4 separate regions of the Mus musculus genome follow, and regions 2, 3 and 4 are each linked to region 1. The links are chromatin contacts, called in public Hi-C and promoter capture Hi-C maps. All regions are on one chromosome and are shown on one strand. Each heading gives the region's core, a stretch centred on a gene start, on an enhancer-like site or on the middle of the called end of the contact. The rest is flanking DNA. Distances are from core to core; before and after follow the strand shown.

Evidence for each region. Promoter capture Hi-C pulls out the DNA fragments that hold promoters and counts their contacts. Hi-C and Micro-C count contacts between places; a contact is called where the count stands out from the background.
Region 2: a contact with region 1 is called in a Hi-C map of neural progenitor cells, with 1.7 times the contacts expected there. The contact joins the enhancer-like site here to the promoter of Gjb2 in region 1. A contact is called at or near these places in 5 of 39 promoter capture datasets (the 3T3-L1 cell line, cranial neural crest, frontonasal cranial neural crest and 2 more), 5 of 484 Hi-C or Micro-C datasets (cerebral cortex, nephron progenitors, neural progenitor cells and 1 more) and 1 of 115 datasets of contacts at active chromatin or transcription factors (astrocytes).
Region 3: a promoter capture Hi-C map of embryonic stem cells shows a contact between it and region 1, with 5 read pairs. The contact joins the enhancer-like site here to the promoter of Gjb2 in region 1. A contact is called at or near these places in 4 of 39 promoter capture datasets (the 3T3-L1 cell line, cranial neural crest, embryonic stem cells and 1 more) and 1 of 9 other capture datasets (embryonic stem cells).
Region 4: a promoter capture Hi-C map of liver shows a contact between it and region 1, with 4 times the contacts expected there. The contact joins the promoter of 1700039M10Rik here to the promoter of Gjb2 in region 1. A contact is called at or near these places in 5 of 39 promoter capture datasets (cranial neural crest, embryonic stem cells, hippocampal neurons and 2 more), 1 of 115 datasets of contacts at active chromatin or transcription factors (astrocytes) and 1 of 9 other capture datasets (pancreatic islet).

The regions. Positions count from the first base shown.
Region 1 is chr14:57,103,393-57,106,151 of GRCm38.p6, forward strand. Gjb2 (gap junction protein, beta 2) reads right to left here and starts at 1,310. Exons shown (of 2, transcript NM_008125.3): 1 at 1,077-1,310. It overlaps Gm32912 (a long non-coding RNA gene), which reads left to right and starts at 1,273. Exons shown (of 5, transcript XR_383459.4): 1 at 1,273-2,759.
Region 2 is chr14:57,606,202-57,609,226 of GRCm38.p6, forward strand. The region is part of intron 9 of Xpo4 (exportin 4); the gene reads right to left. Among named protein-coding and RNA genes, the nearest start is that of 1700039M10Rik, 36 kb to the left of the region's middle. Within about 2 kb of position 1,465, at least 111 of the 459 cell types and tissues checked have an H3K27ac peak or open chromatin away from gene starts, as enhancers often do. A contact at or near this core is called in cerebral cortex and neural progenitor cells, where this site is marked.
Region 3 is chr14:57,540,686-57,543,742 of GRCm38.p6, forward strand. It overlaps Il17d (interleukin 17D), which reads left to right. Exons shown (of 3, transcript NM_145837.3): 3 at 1,649-2,481. The coding sequence ends at 1,955. Among named protein-coding and RNA genes, the nearest start is that of Il17d, 17 kb to the left of the region's middle. Within about 2 kb of position 1,771, at least 23 of the 459 cell types and tissues checked have an H3K27ac peak or open chromatin away from gene starts, as enhancers often do. A contact at or near this core is called in embryonic stem cells, where this site is marked.
Region 4 is chr14:57,570,080-57,573,097 of GRCm38.p6, forward strand. 1700039M10Rik (RIKEN cDNA 1700039M10 gene) reads left to right here and starts at 1,535. Exons shown (of 2, transcript NR_152103.1): 1 at 1,535-1,606; 2 at 1,830-2,289. It overlaps Eef1akmt1 (EEF1A alpha lysine methyltransferase 1), which reads right to left and starts at 1,503. Exons shown (of 5, transcript NM_026526.3): 1 at 1,464-1,503.

The DNA of each region.
Region 1 (2,759 bases), core at 60-2,559:
CTGGAGATTGCCTTGAACCGGTGAATCATTCGCTCCTGAGTAGAAGGGAGCTTCTCCATGTTTATAGTATATACTGCATATGACCCTTATTTGCCTTAAAGGATACTTCGGGGAGCTGGTGGACTGCCTCTAGATGCTGACCCCACCGCACCCTCCACCCTTCTCATAATTCACTGGCTTTGCCCATAGTTCCCAAAGGACTCCGGGGTAAGTGTAGCCATGACTGAGCCAGGCTTCTCAGGACAATCCCGTGGACCTGAGCAATGGGTCCCATTTAGGCCTACGCTCCCTTCCCTTCCATTGAGGCAGCACCAAGGGGCTGATGCAATTGTCCTAAGGGACAAGTTTCTCAGCAGCACGCCATCTGTGAACCTGTGCCTTCCCTTCCAGCTGTAACGTCCCGCCTGGACGCAAATCCTTAAAAAGCATTTAAGGAAAGAAAAAAAAAAAAAGCAATCAAAATCTCCACCCGAGTGCAGGTTGGGGTTCCCCAGCTCGCGGGAGCGGCTACGGCCGCGCGTTTTGGGCGGTCGCCCACGTCACCCCAGTGCTTTAGGTGGTAAAGGTCAGTGTCTTCCCACGGAGGCTTCCTGCTTAACAAATGAAACTGAGTTTTCCTGCTCAGCTTTCGGTTAGCTAAAAACTTTTCAATGGCGGCAGACAACGCAGCCAGGAGGCCTCGGGAAAATTCTAGCGAAGGAATACTGGCGACACGTCGCAGTCGTGCGCGGAACAGCCTGGCCCCCGCGTCCCTCCCCACCCCGCGCTGTGCGGGACCTCCCGGCTCAGGCTGTGCGCGGCGGTGAGAGCAGCCGGCTCCAACCCCGAGCCGGGCCAGACGCCTGCAGCCGAAGAAACGCGTTCACAGCTCGGGTCCCTATGCACGGGTGGCGGTGGCCCGTAGGGACCGCGCAGCGCGTTCCGGCCTCGGTTTCCCAGGACCGTGGCGGCCCGCACCCCTCCTCGCACCTCACGCGTCCCTACTGGCTGAGTCTCGCGCCCCAGCCACCGTGGGGCGTTGCGGTCGGGGGCGGGTTACACCAGTGTGACTCGGTGGCGCGGATTGGCGGTCGCACCTGTGTCCGGAGGAGCGTGCAGCGTTGGGTGGCGGGAAGCGGCGAGGCGCTGTCCCCGGTAAGGAGCAGGTCTGAAGCGGGTCCCGGGGCCGCTCCTGGGTTGGTCCGAAATGGGTCGCCGGCTGATCCTGTGCTGGTCGCCGCGGGTCCCGGTGGAGGCTGCGCTCAGTGGACTGGAGCGCCGCCGACTGGCTGCGAGTTGGGAGAGCGGAGCGCGCCGCGCGCTGCGATCCTGGACACCTGTTGGCCGCGGCGCCTTTTAACCAAAGCCCTCACCCCGCCTCTCTCACCCTGGAGCGATTGAGAAAGTTGCGGAGGAGGCGGCTCCCAGTAGCCCGCCACCCCCAGCGCCACGGGCGGGGCTCTCCGGGCACCCAGAGCCGTCAGGGCCCGCCGAGTCGCGAGCTCTCCTGGAGCCTAGGTCACTCCCCACCCCACTCCGCCCCACCCCACCCCCAGCTCTCTTTGAGCTCAAGGCTCTTCCAGTGTCCTGTCCCGAGCGCAGCCTGAACAGAGCTGGTAGACCTGTGTCTTCACCCAGGACGCAGGTCGCAAAGCTCCAAGTCCCAGCTACTCGCTTTTGGGGGATTGGGTGATGTTGAAAGAGAGTTGATGTTGCTCTTACTACTCTCACTAGTGGAAAGTGTGCTGTTATATTCGAAGCTTCGCTGTAGTAATATTATATATACTTGTGTGTGTGTGTGTGTGTGTGTGTGTGTGTGTGTGTGCGTGTTAGATAAACGGACGGTACAGTTTTGTGTTGGCCTGCAGCTTCCAGTAGCGCACAGGAGACTCCTCTCCCGTAGTGCAGTGAGCTGAGGCATCTAGAATTCGGGTTCAAGGCAGACTAACAGAGGGCGCCGCCAGGGCTGGCCAAATTCTGGCTTCTATTTCTTTGAATTCCCGATTTAATTCGATCACTTTGAACAGGGTGCCAGTGGCTAGGACAGAAGAAGATGTAGAGGTGCGTCTCCAGGGCTGGCCTGGAAGTGGACTTGTCACAGTCTCTGGAGGGTTCTCTGCCTGTGCCCCCGCTCTCTGTGTCCTCTTTTCCACAACTGAAAGCATTGCAAGGAAGGGGCACCCAGATTCTGCCGGTGCAGGGGATGCGGAAGGGGGGGGGGAGCAGAAGAGGTTAGGCAAGCCCATCCCTCTTGGAGTCCAGGATGCTGGGAAGACCTGGGCAGCCTGCATCTACCTCTCTCCGCCAAGCTGTTCGTGGGTTTTGAGGGCTCGGTGTTCCACATTGCTTGGCTGTCTGGATAGTTTTGAGAGGAGTTACGGTGGACATTCACAAGAGCTAGCTACGCTTTGGGATACCTAGGCCAGCTAGCTTCACCTTACTACTTGCAACCCGAGTCCTACAGCTGCCAGGTTTGGAATGAAAACGGCACATCCCCACAAAGTTCCTTCAGATTAGCTTTACACGCAGTGAAGAGACTGATTCATTCTGACAAGGCCCGTCTGGTCGAAGGATTGGCTTTCAATGAAAGGACCATGGCTGAAGGTACATGCTTTCCCTGTAAAGCTGGCACATTGCCGCGGGCAGACCTGACTGCTCTTGCTTGGGCAGAGGAAGGTTGCACGCTCGCTTGCTACTACCCCCACCTCCTTTCTAACTGTAAGTCTTAGTCTAAGAGGGAGTGTCTCTAAGGAAGAGAGCCTCGGATCTGTGTCCAGCCC
Region 2 (3,025 bases), core at 215-2,714, 500 kb after region 1:
CCACCCACCCAAAAAAAAAAACCAAAAACCACTGTACTGAAAAAGCTGCAAAGACCAGGAAGTGGGCTGATGTAGAGAATGCCATTGCACCTGAGAAGCTACGGCCTCACACACAGTAAGATGGAAGGCAAGAACTATGCAGACAGCCTCAGGAGGAGGACGGCGATCAAGCTTCCTCTTGATTGTATCAAAAAACTAGAGCTGGTGAGATAGCTCAGTGGTGAAGAGCACTGACTGCTCTTCCGAAGGTCCTGAGTTCAAATCCCAGCAACCACATGGTGGCTCACAATCACCTGTAATGAGATCTGACGCCCGCCCTCTTCTGGCTCTGTCTGAAGACAGCTCCAGTGTACTTAGATATAATAATAAATAAATCCTTGAAAAAAAAAAAGCCAAACAAAAAACTGCCGTAGGAGTTGGAGAGATGGCTCAGGAGTTAAGAGCACTGTCTGCAACTCAGTTCAATTCCCAGCACCCTCATGGTGGCTCACAACCATCTGTAATGGGGATCCGATGACCTCATCTGGTGTGTCTGAAGACGGCTGCAGTGTAGTCACATATATACAATAAATAAATCTTTTTTAAAAAGTAACTGTAATGCTCATGAAAGTACAGTCAACAAAAACACATGGCACAGTCTGTTTCTGTTTCTGTCTCTGCCTGTACTGTGCAGTATGGCAGTGGCTCAGATGAGCATGATCCAAGTATGTTACATACACACGTGAAAATTACTCTTTATAGTTAATATACACTGTGCTTTTTTAAAAAAGGAAAAACAAAACACAGATGAAAACCAAAGCACAATGTTGGTTATAAACAATGGGAACAATGGTTCTATTCCTTCTATAATTTCCTCAAATACGAAGAGCTAACATTGGAATCCTGAAGTGAATAGGATCCGTTCTTCCCATAGAAACATCTGTGGCTTGTTTATATACTTAACAAGGCGTGTGCTTTGCAGACATCATTTGTCAAGTCTTAACAGTTTATCTTGCCAAAACAAACAGACTGGTAACATATCTAAAAGGACTTAGGAGTAGCACCCTCTGATCTAGTCTCAAAAAGAAAAACAGGATATTTTAAAGACCTACTATCGTTTTTTCTAAGTACATATTTAAAACACGAATCAAAATGTAAAAGTCTTTTTAAAAAATTTAAAACCTTGTACTCGTATTATTAAAGGAATTCTCCATAATGCCTCCGTTTAACCCTGCTATTAGGATGATCTCAAGTAGAATACACAAGACCTTATACACTGGATGGTGATTTAAAATAAAGACTGAGCTTCTTAGAAAAAACAAAGTTTTGGTTCCCTCTGTACACTAATAAAGTAACTCATCAGGCAAAGTGTGAGAAATCTGGTTGATGACAATTGGCAACTGGATCTTCCAGTCTAATCCCAGAGACGTGAAACCCAAGCTAGTGCTTTTTCATAACACCTTGGCTCTGTTCCATGGCCACTCTGGCCCAGATCCAGAGCCTGCTGGCAGCATGTGGACAGATGACTAAGGGGACCAATCTAGACTCTATGTGCTCATGCTCTGAGCACTGTCAGGCCTAGTGCCAGAAGGGCTTTGGAGAGGGGCTTAGAGCTTATGGGACCTACTTGACCCCACTTTACTCCATTTGAATATGAAGAGGGGAGTAGAAATCAAAACATGATTATCAGCACTGCTCCCTCTGCCTATAACTAGCCTGGAGATGGAGAGAAGTGAGGATGCAGAGCTTCAGACACAGAAAAAAGGGACATTTATGCTTTAATAATTTTGAGTATATACTCCCCAAAATAGTGAAATGACAGGATTCTGTTCTGATCTGGTCCCTTTCTGACAATGAAAATAATTTCAGTGACCAAAGCCCAACATCATTCTATAATTCCAAATACAGGACATTCTGGGAAGGGAAGATTATAGAGACCATAAGAGTAGTATGTCTCAATATGTGGTGCACACATTCAAATTCCATCATTTGGGAGGCAGGGACAGAGAGAGAGAGGAGAGAAAGGAGGAGAGGAGGGAAGAAAGGAGAGGGGAGGGGAGGAGGGAGGAGGGAGGGAGAGAGGGAGGGGAGGGGGAGAGAGAGAGAGAGAGGAGGAGGAGGAAGAGGAGGAGGAGGAGAGGCAGGGAGAATGATGTTATCACCCAGTAGTTGCCATAGCCTGGTGTAGAAGAATGAACAGACGAAGCACACAGAATTTTTACAGAAGGCAAATACTCTATAGGGTAAGATATATGCCATTATGCATTTGTCCAAATCCAAAAAACTTATACCACCAGGAGGCTGGACATGGTGGCAAATGCCTTAAACCTAGCACTTGGGAGGTAAAGACAGAAACAGGTAGATCTCTGTGAGCTCTAGCCTGGTGAACATAGCAAGTTCCAGAACAGTTAAGACTATATAGAGAGACACTGTCTAATAATAACAACAGTAATAATAATAACACAAATTTAGAGCACCAGAAATGAGCCCCGCGGAACCCATGGACTCTGAGTGACAACCATGAATCAATGCAGGTACAGCAATAACACAGATACCACTCTAATATAGGCTTAATGGAGCAGATGATGATAAGGAGGGAAAAGTGTATGAGATCATCCTGTGTTTTCACTCTGAACCTAGAGGTGCATTATTAAATATAGTGTTTACATTGCTACCCATCTATATAAACATAATATCAGATATTTTGAAAGTAGACTAATAAAGACTAACTTGCTTGTTGTTACAAACTTGCTTGTTATCTGCAAACAACTCCACATCTATCCCTAATAGTAATGATACCATGCACAACCCATCCCTCTGTACTTTCCCCCACAGTGAGCAAATAACCACTGCCAATTCCAAAGTCGTCCATGAAATCAGAAAGCACTTCCTTCTTTTTTAAGAGAAGATCTCTTTATGCAGCCCTGTAAGCTTGTTATGTAGATCAGGCTGACCTTAATTTCATACAGGTCTTCTAGCCCTGACTCCTAGGGACTAGTATCTGCCTGCCTAGAAAACATTTTCTATGGAATACCAAACGTCTTTG
Region 3 (3,057 bases), core at 521-3,020, 440 kb after region 1:
GCCACACGCCTCCGGTGGTACATAGGTGTTCTGCCTGGATTCCAGCTACCTGGAATAGAACTGAGCTGAGTTCTACGCGTTGGATAAACGTTGGAAATAATTGTAGACCTTATGCATCCGAGCTATTTAGGACTTCCTCCTCCTTCATATGTTCAGTGAGAGGGAGCGTCAGGAGACAGATGGGTTCCAGCAAGGACTCGCCAGGCTCATTCTGCTCCCAAACTCCTGATGGTGGAACTGGGCAAACGGGAACAACAGACTTCAGAAGTGGATGTTTGCAGACTTTGTGCTGGAGGGGAGCACCGAGGGGCAGAGTCAGGGTTTGTTTAGACTGCATTTGTCTCTGCCCTAGTCGTCAGCTTTTACTCAGACCATTCTCTGGTCCCTAGAAACAGTGTGCAAGGGAAATTGAACGGTTCTATGCCCAGGAGGCCTTCCTGACCCCAAGTACCTCTCGCCAAAACAGCACCACCGATTCCAGTGCCTGCTTTCTGCAGACCGGTTCCTCTCCATGGCATGTGTGCTCTGAGTGGAGGGAGGTCTATTTTGTTGGCAAGTGCCCTCGTTAGTAGTAAGGAGAAAGCATGTCCTTGGATGGGCACTGACTGCAGGCATGGCATGCCCACTGCCCCCTCCCTCACATCCCCAGGCTAGAACAGAAAGATCTCCAAGCCTGTCCCCTCTCCATCTCTCCATCCTGCCTCCATTTTCTTCACTATACTCAGAGGCTACTGTTTGGTGCATAGTGGGTCTTCAGATGTGTCTGACTCTCGACATGTTAGCCAAGGTCAAAGCCGTGACGATGGATATGAGAGTCTCTAGAACTCTGCCTAGAGGAAAGAAAAGACCTATAAGGGATTGCCTGTGTTCTGGTTGGATAGGTTAATGGACGTGAATTTAGGCACATAGAAGTCTCACAAGCAGTGGGGATAACCCTTGCTTCTGCAAGGGGACAACCAAGAAGGGTCCCAGGTTCCTCCTGATGACCCCCTGGGTTTCTGTAGCTGTGTAGGTGGCTTCTGTAAGAGCAGGCTCTTGTTCTGGGGGTTGATTTTTATCTCCAAGTGAGCCACCGTTGTAGCTTTCCTGAGATTTGGCCATAGGCTGACCCGGAAGTACTTACATTTGGCATCTGAGTTGAAACTTGCAAGAGTTGGAGAAAAATCAAAGTGATGGAATTTAACCCATCATTTTCACTTTTCAAATATCCCTGGCCTGCCAGCTCTCTGTCCCCTGCTGTATGTTGCTTTAGCTCCTTTAGAGAGCTTGCATCTGGACAGAGTCACCTCATGGCCTTTTGCACATGTAGGGAACACATGTAGACCTGCAGAGCCTGGTAGGCTTGGAAGTTGGCATTTGGATTTTGACAGCGGGTAGTTTTACGGGCACTCAGGGATAGAGGTTCATGCGGCCTTCAGCATCTGAAATGATAGAGGTCACGTGCCATGGCAGCATAATCTTTTCCCGGTCGGGGCTCACAGCCTAGTGTTCCAGATAGGCCCTTCCAGAGTGCTTACTGCGGATTGCATTGTCAGATCCAGCCTTCTCAGGCCTTCTTCATTTGGCCAGGCTTGCTATGTAACCCAAGCTGGCCGCGAACTCGCAGTGATGCTCCTGCTGCGGCCTCACTCTCTCGCTCTGTCTGCAGGATTTCCTACGACCCTGCTCGCTTTCCGAGGTACCTGCCCGAAGCCTACTGCCTGTGCCGAGGCTGCCTGACCGGGCTCTACGGGGAGGAGGACTTCCGCTTTCGCAGCACACCCGTCTTCTCTCCAGCCGTGGTGCTGCGGCGCACAGCGGCCTGCGCGGGCGGCCGCTCTGTGTACGCCGAACACTACATCACCATCCCGGTGGGCTGCACCTGCGTGCCCGAGCCGGACAAGTCCGCGGACAGTGCGAACTCCAGCATGGACAAGCTGCTGCTGGGGCCCGCCGACAGGCCTGCGGGGCGCTGATGCCGGGGACTGCCCGCCATGGCCCAGCTTCCTGCATGCATCAGGTCCCCTGGCCCTGACAAAACCCACCCCATGATCCCTGGCCGCTGCCTAATTTTTCCAAAAGGACAGCTACATAAGCTTTAAATATATTTTTCAAAGTAGACACTACATATCTACAACTATTTTGAATAGTGGCAGAAACTATTTTCATATTAGTAATTTAGAGCAAGCATGTTGTTTTTAAACTTCTTTGATATACAAGCACATCACACACATCCCGTTTTCCTCTAGTAGGATTCTTGAGTGCATAATTGTAGTGCTCAGATGAACTTCCTTCTGCTGCACTGTGCCCTGTCCCTGAGTCTCTCCTGTGGCCCAAGCTTACTAAGGTGATAATGAGTGCTCCGGATCTGGGCACCTAAGGTCTCCAGGTCCCTGGAGAGGGAGGGATGTGGGGGGGCTAGGAACCAAGCGCCCCTTTGTTCTTTAGCTTATGGATGGTCTTAACTTTATAAAGATTAAAGTTTTTGGTGTTATTCTTTCATATTTGAAAGCCACTGGTCTTAATTTGTGGCAAGAGGCGGGATGTGACATCTTAGCCAATTCTCAGGGAGCCCCAAGCACAGATGGGCCGAAGTTGACGGGCTTTTGGATCCAGCCAACCCTGAGAAGGAGGAAGAGGGAGGACCTAGTCTCCGGTGTTAAACTGTGAACTTATTCTCATTTAGGTGTGAAGTCTGCGCCTCCCTCTGCACATTCTTTTGCAGTCACTAAAACAACAGTGGCTGAGGGATTCCCTGGCTGTGTACATTCTATTTCTTTCCAGATTTTGCTTTTGTGAACATGTTTGGACTGTTCGGAGGGAGCCCAGGCCTTCGGACATCCTAAGTAGGATCTCTATCTGTGAGCCACACCCTCTCCTGACTCATTGTCAGAAAAAAAAGTCCTCAGGGAGGTCTCTAGGTCACTGCAGATGTGCCCAGTGGGGGATCTGTCTCCTGCACTCATCACTACACCTGTTTGCCTGTCACAGGCTCCTTGGTGCCACCATCTGGCAAACCTACCAGTGACCCAAAACAAGTCCCATTGACCTTCAGTTGGAACTTCCAGAACTGTGAGC
Region 4 (3,018 bases), core at 285-2,784, 470 kb after region 1:
TCCTTAGTGCAGAGGTCCAGAAACCCCAGAGACAAAGAAATGGCAAGACAGCTATTGCTCTATGTCAGAAATGTGGCTCAGCACCTAAGGGCAACAGGGAAGAACCTGATGGGAAATAAAGTCAAGGCCTTGCCTTGATAGGAAAAATGGAAATGGGGTTACAGGAAGATGGGACTACCGTGGGGAAAGGGTCAGCAGCGGCAGCAGCAGCAGGGATTCTTCATTTCTATAAAAATCTTCTAGTTCTAGTCGGGCGTGGTGGTGCACGCCTTTAATCCCAGCACTCAGGAGGCAGAGGCAGGTGGAGTTCTGAGTTCGAGGCCAGCCTGGTCTACAGAGTGAGTTCCAGGACAGCCAGGGCTACACAGAGAAACCTTGTCTGGAAAAACAAAAAAAAACAAAACCAACCCCCCCCCCAAAAAAAAAACCCAAAATCAAAACAAACTTCTATTCCCATGCATCAGATCTACGAAAGCAACAACAAAAAACTAACAATACTGTATGTCAGAGTATCTAAGTACCTTCTCCAAGATATTTAGGTCAAGAGAGTTTAAGCCAGCAGAAAGAGAATGAAACAAAGTTTCTTTCCAGAGTCGTTAGTAAACTGCAGGAAGGGTAGCTGTACTAGTAGGCGAATAGAATGACCTGTCAAGTATGCTCAACCTGCGGCTCAGAGACAGGCACCCACAGTCACTAGAAATGACATTGTTCTCAACTTGTTTGTTCCCTGAGCGTGAACTCTGTAGATGACAATGCCTGGCAGATATTCTCTAAGTAATCTTATTGATTCAAGACAGTTGTGTTGCCTTGGCTGTCCTAGAACTTGCTCTATCTATCTACCTATGAATGAATGATAGGATTTCTTTGTGTAGCCTTGGCTGTCCAGGAAAATTCTCTGTAGACCAGGCTGGCCTTGAACTCAGAGATCTGTCTGCCTGTGCATCTCGAGTGTATAAAAATCGTGTGCTTTCATTTTCATACAAGTCTCTGCCTGAGGGAAGTCCTTCACTTCCTAAATACTGTTTATTATTTAAAGAAAGATTGTTGGGTGTGGTGACACGGGAAAAATGAGGGATCAATGAGTCTGAGTTCGAGGCCAGCCTGGCTATACAGTGAGACCATCTCAAAATAATAAATCCCACCATGACCTGAGATAAAACTTGCACAGAGAAAGCAAGCCACAAACACACAACAAGGTAAGTTTGGATGAACAGCCCGGCCAGCCAAACCCCATGCTAAGGCTCAAGGCTTCCTCGTGTCCATGCATATATATCCCTTCCCCAGGCACCATTCCGACCGGACCACTAAGGACTTGTTTCCGGCTCAAGATGTCCAAGAAGAAGGACCCCGCAGAGACGAGGCCCCTACTGGGAAAGTCTCCAAGGGTCAGTATGGACCCGGTTCGGAACCCACCCAAAACATCCCTTGACCCTCCGCCGCCACACTCCGTGGCCGCCACTCACCACTGACGCATGCGCAGTCGTCACAGTGCGGGGGTGGGGTGAGGGTTGGCGGGGACCTCCGCGTTTGCGCTGGTGCAGACCAGACGGTGGGAGCCAATGAGCGTCTAGTCCCGCCCAGTCAGCTTCCGGCTTCTACAACCCAGGTTTTAATTAGGTTGCGGTAGTCTGGCTGTTTGGTACTTTGGAGTCAGTCTTAAACCTTTCAAACCAATTAGTCTTTCAGAGCTTTCAGTGTTGAATTCACAGTATATGAACACATATTTTACCAATCTATCATGGTAGCTGGCACACAGTTTTCCTTAATCAAAACTAATGCTCCCTTTGATTCGGCAATTCTTAAATCACATGTAATCTTTTCTTTCCCAGGGACAGGCAAACTTCACTATGTTCCTGCTGTTCGGTTCTCTCTTTATCGATTTCCTGATCTGGCTGAAGGGCTTTAAATCACCGCTCAGATGCTGACGCCACTCAAAAAGCAGCTTGATAATGAACTGTCACAATTTCTACATACAGTAGTGTTTCGTCTGTAGAAACCCATACTTCATTTTGATTTCGATTTCTCTAAACGAATGACTACTCTATTAAACCAAATAGATCAAATCAAGTGTAACTTATCAAAATGGCAATCAAGAAAAAAAAACTATTGAAAAGGAAGAAACCATCTACTTATAAGACTCAAAAAAACCTGTTTTAAAGCAAACTATTTTGCACCTAATTTTTTAAAGCTTCCATTCCTTTTAAGTATGTATGCCACAATGATTATCTTCGTGTATTCAATTATATGCTATTTTTAAATATTAAAGTGTCTGAAGACACAAGAAAGCTCTACCTTTTTGGTTTTTTTTCAACAAGAGTTTCTTGATGTAGTTCTGGCTGGCCTGTATACATTGTAATTAAATGTTTCTCACAGATCATAAAATTAGTATCAAAGACAAACTAGTCTTTATTGAAGTGAAAAAGTTTTTCAGTCAAATTGGATCCAAAAGATGCTTTCAAATCACATTTTTTTTTAATAATTATTTATTATATGTAAGTACACTGTAGCTGTCTTCAGACACTCCAGAAGAGGAAGCCCGATCCCATTACAGATGGTTGTGAGCCACCATGTGGTTGCTGGGATTTGAACTCAGGACCTTTGAAAGAGCAGTCGGGTGCTCTTACCCACTGAGCCATCTCACCAGCCCCCCACATTTTAATTAAGGAATTATTTCTTTTATATTTAGTAATGGTGCTGAGAGAATACCTTGGAAGATCTCTTAAGATAGAAATATGTGGTCCTGGGTCCCTAGTGGTCAGGGGAGACAGGTAATTCTCTGTGAGCTTAAGGTTTAGACTACACAAGTTTATGGAGAGCAGGACTACATACGAAGACTCTGTCTCATAAAAACAACAAACTAACAGACTAACTAACTAACTGAGTTTTTCTTTTTCTTATTTATTTTTTGTGTTGGGACCAAGTTGAGTCTCCAGCTTTAACCTTTGAAGTAGAAAGGACTGGCAATTCCACAATGCTTGGCCCTTTAAAAAAAATATATATACACACACACACACACAC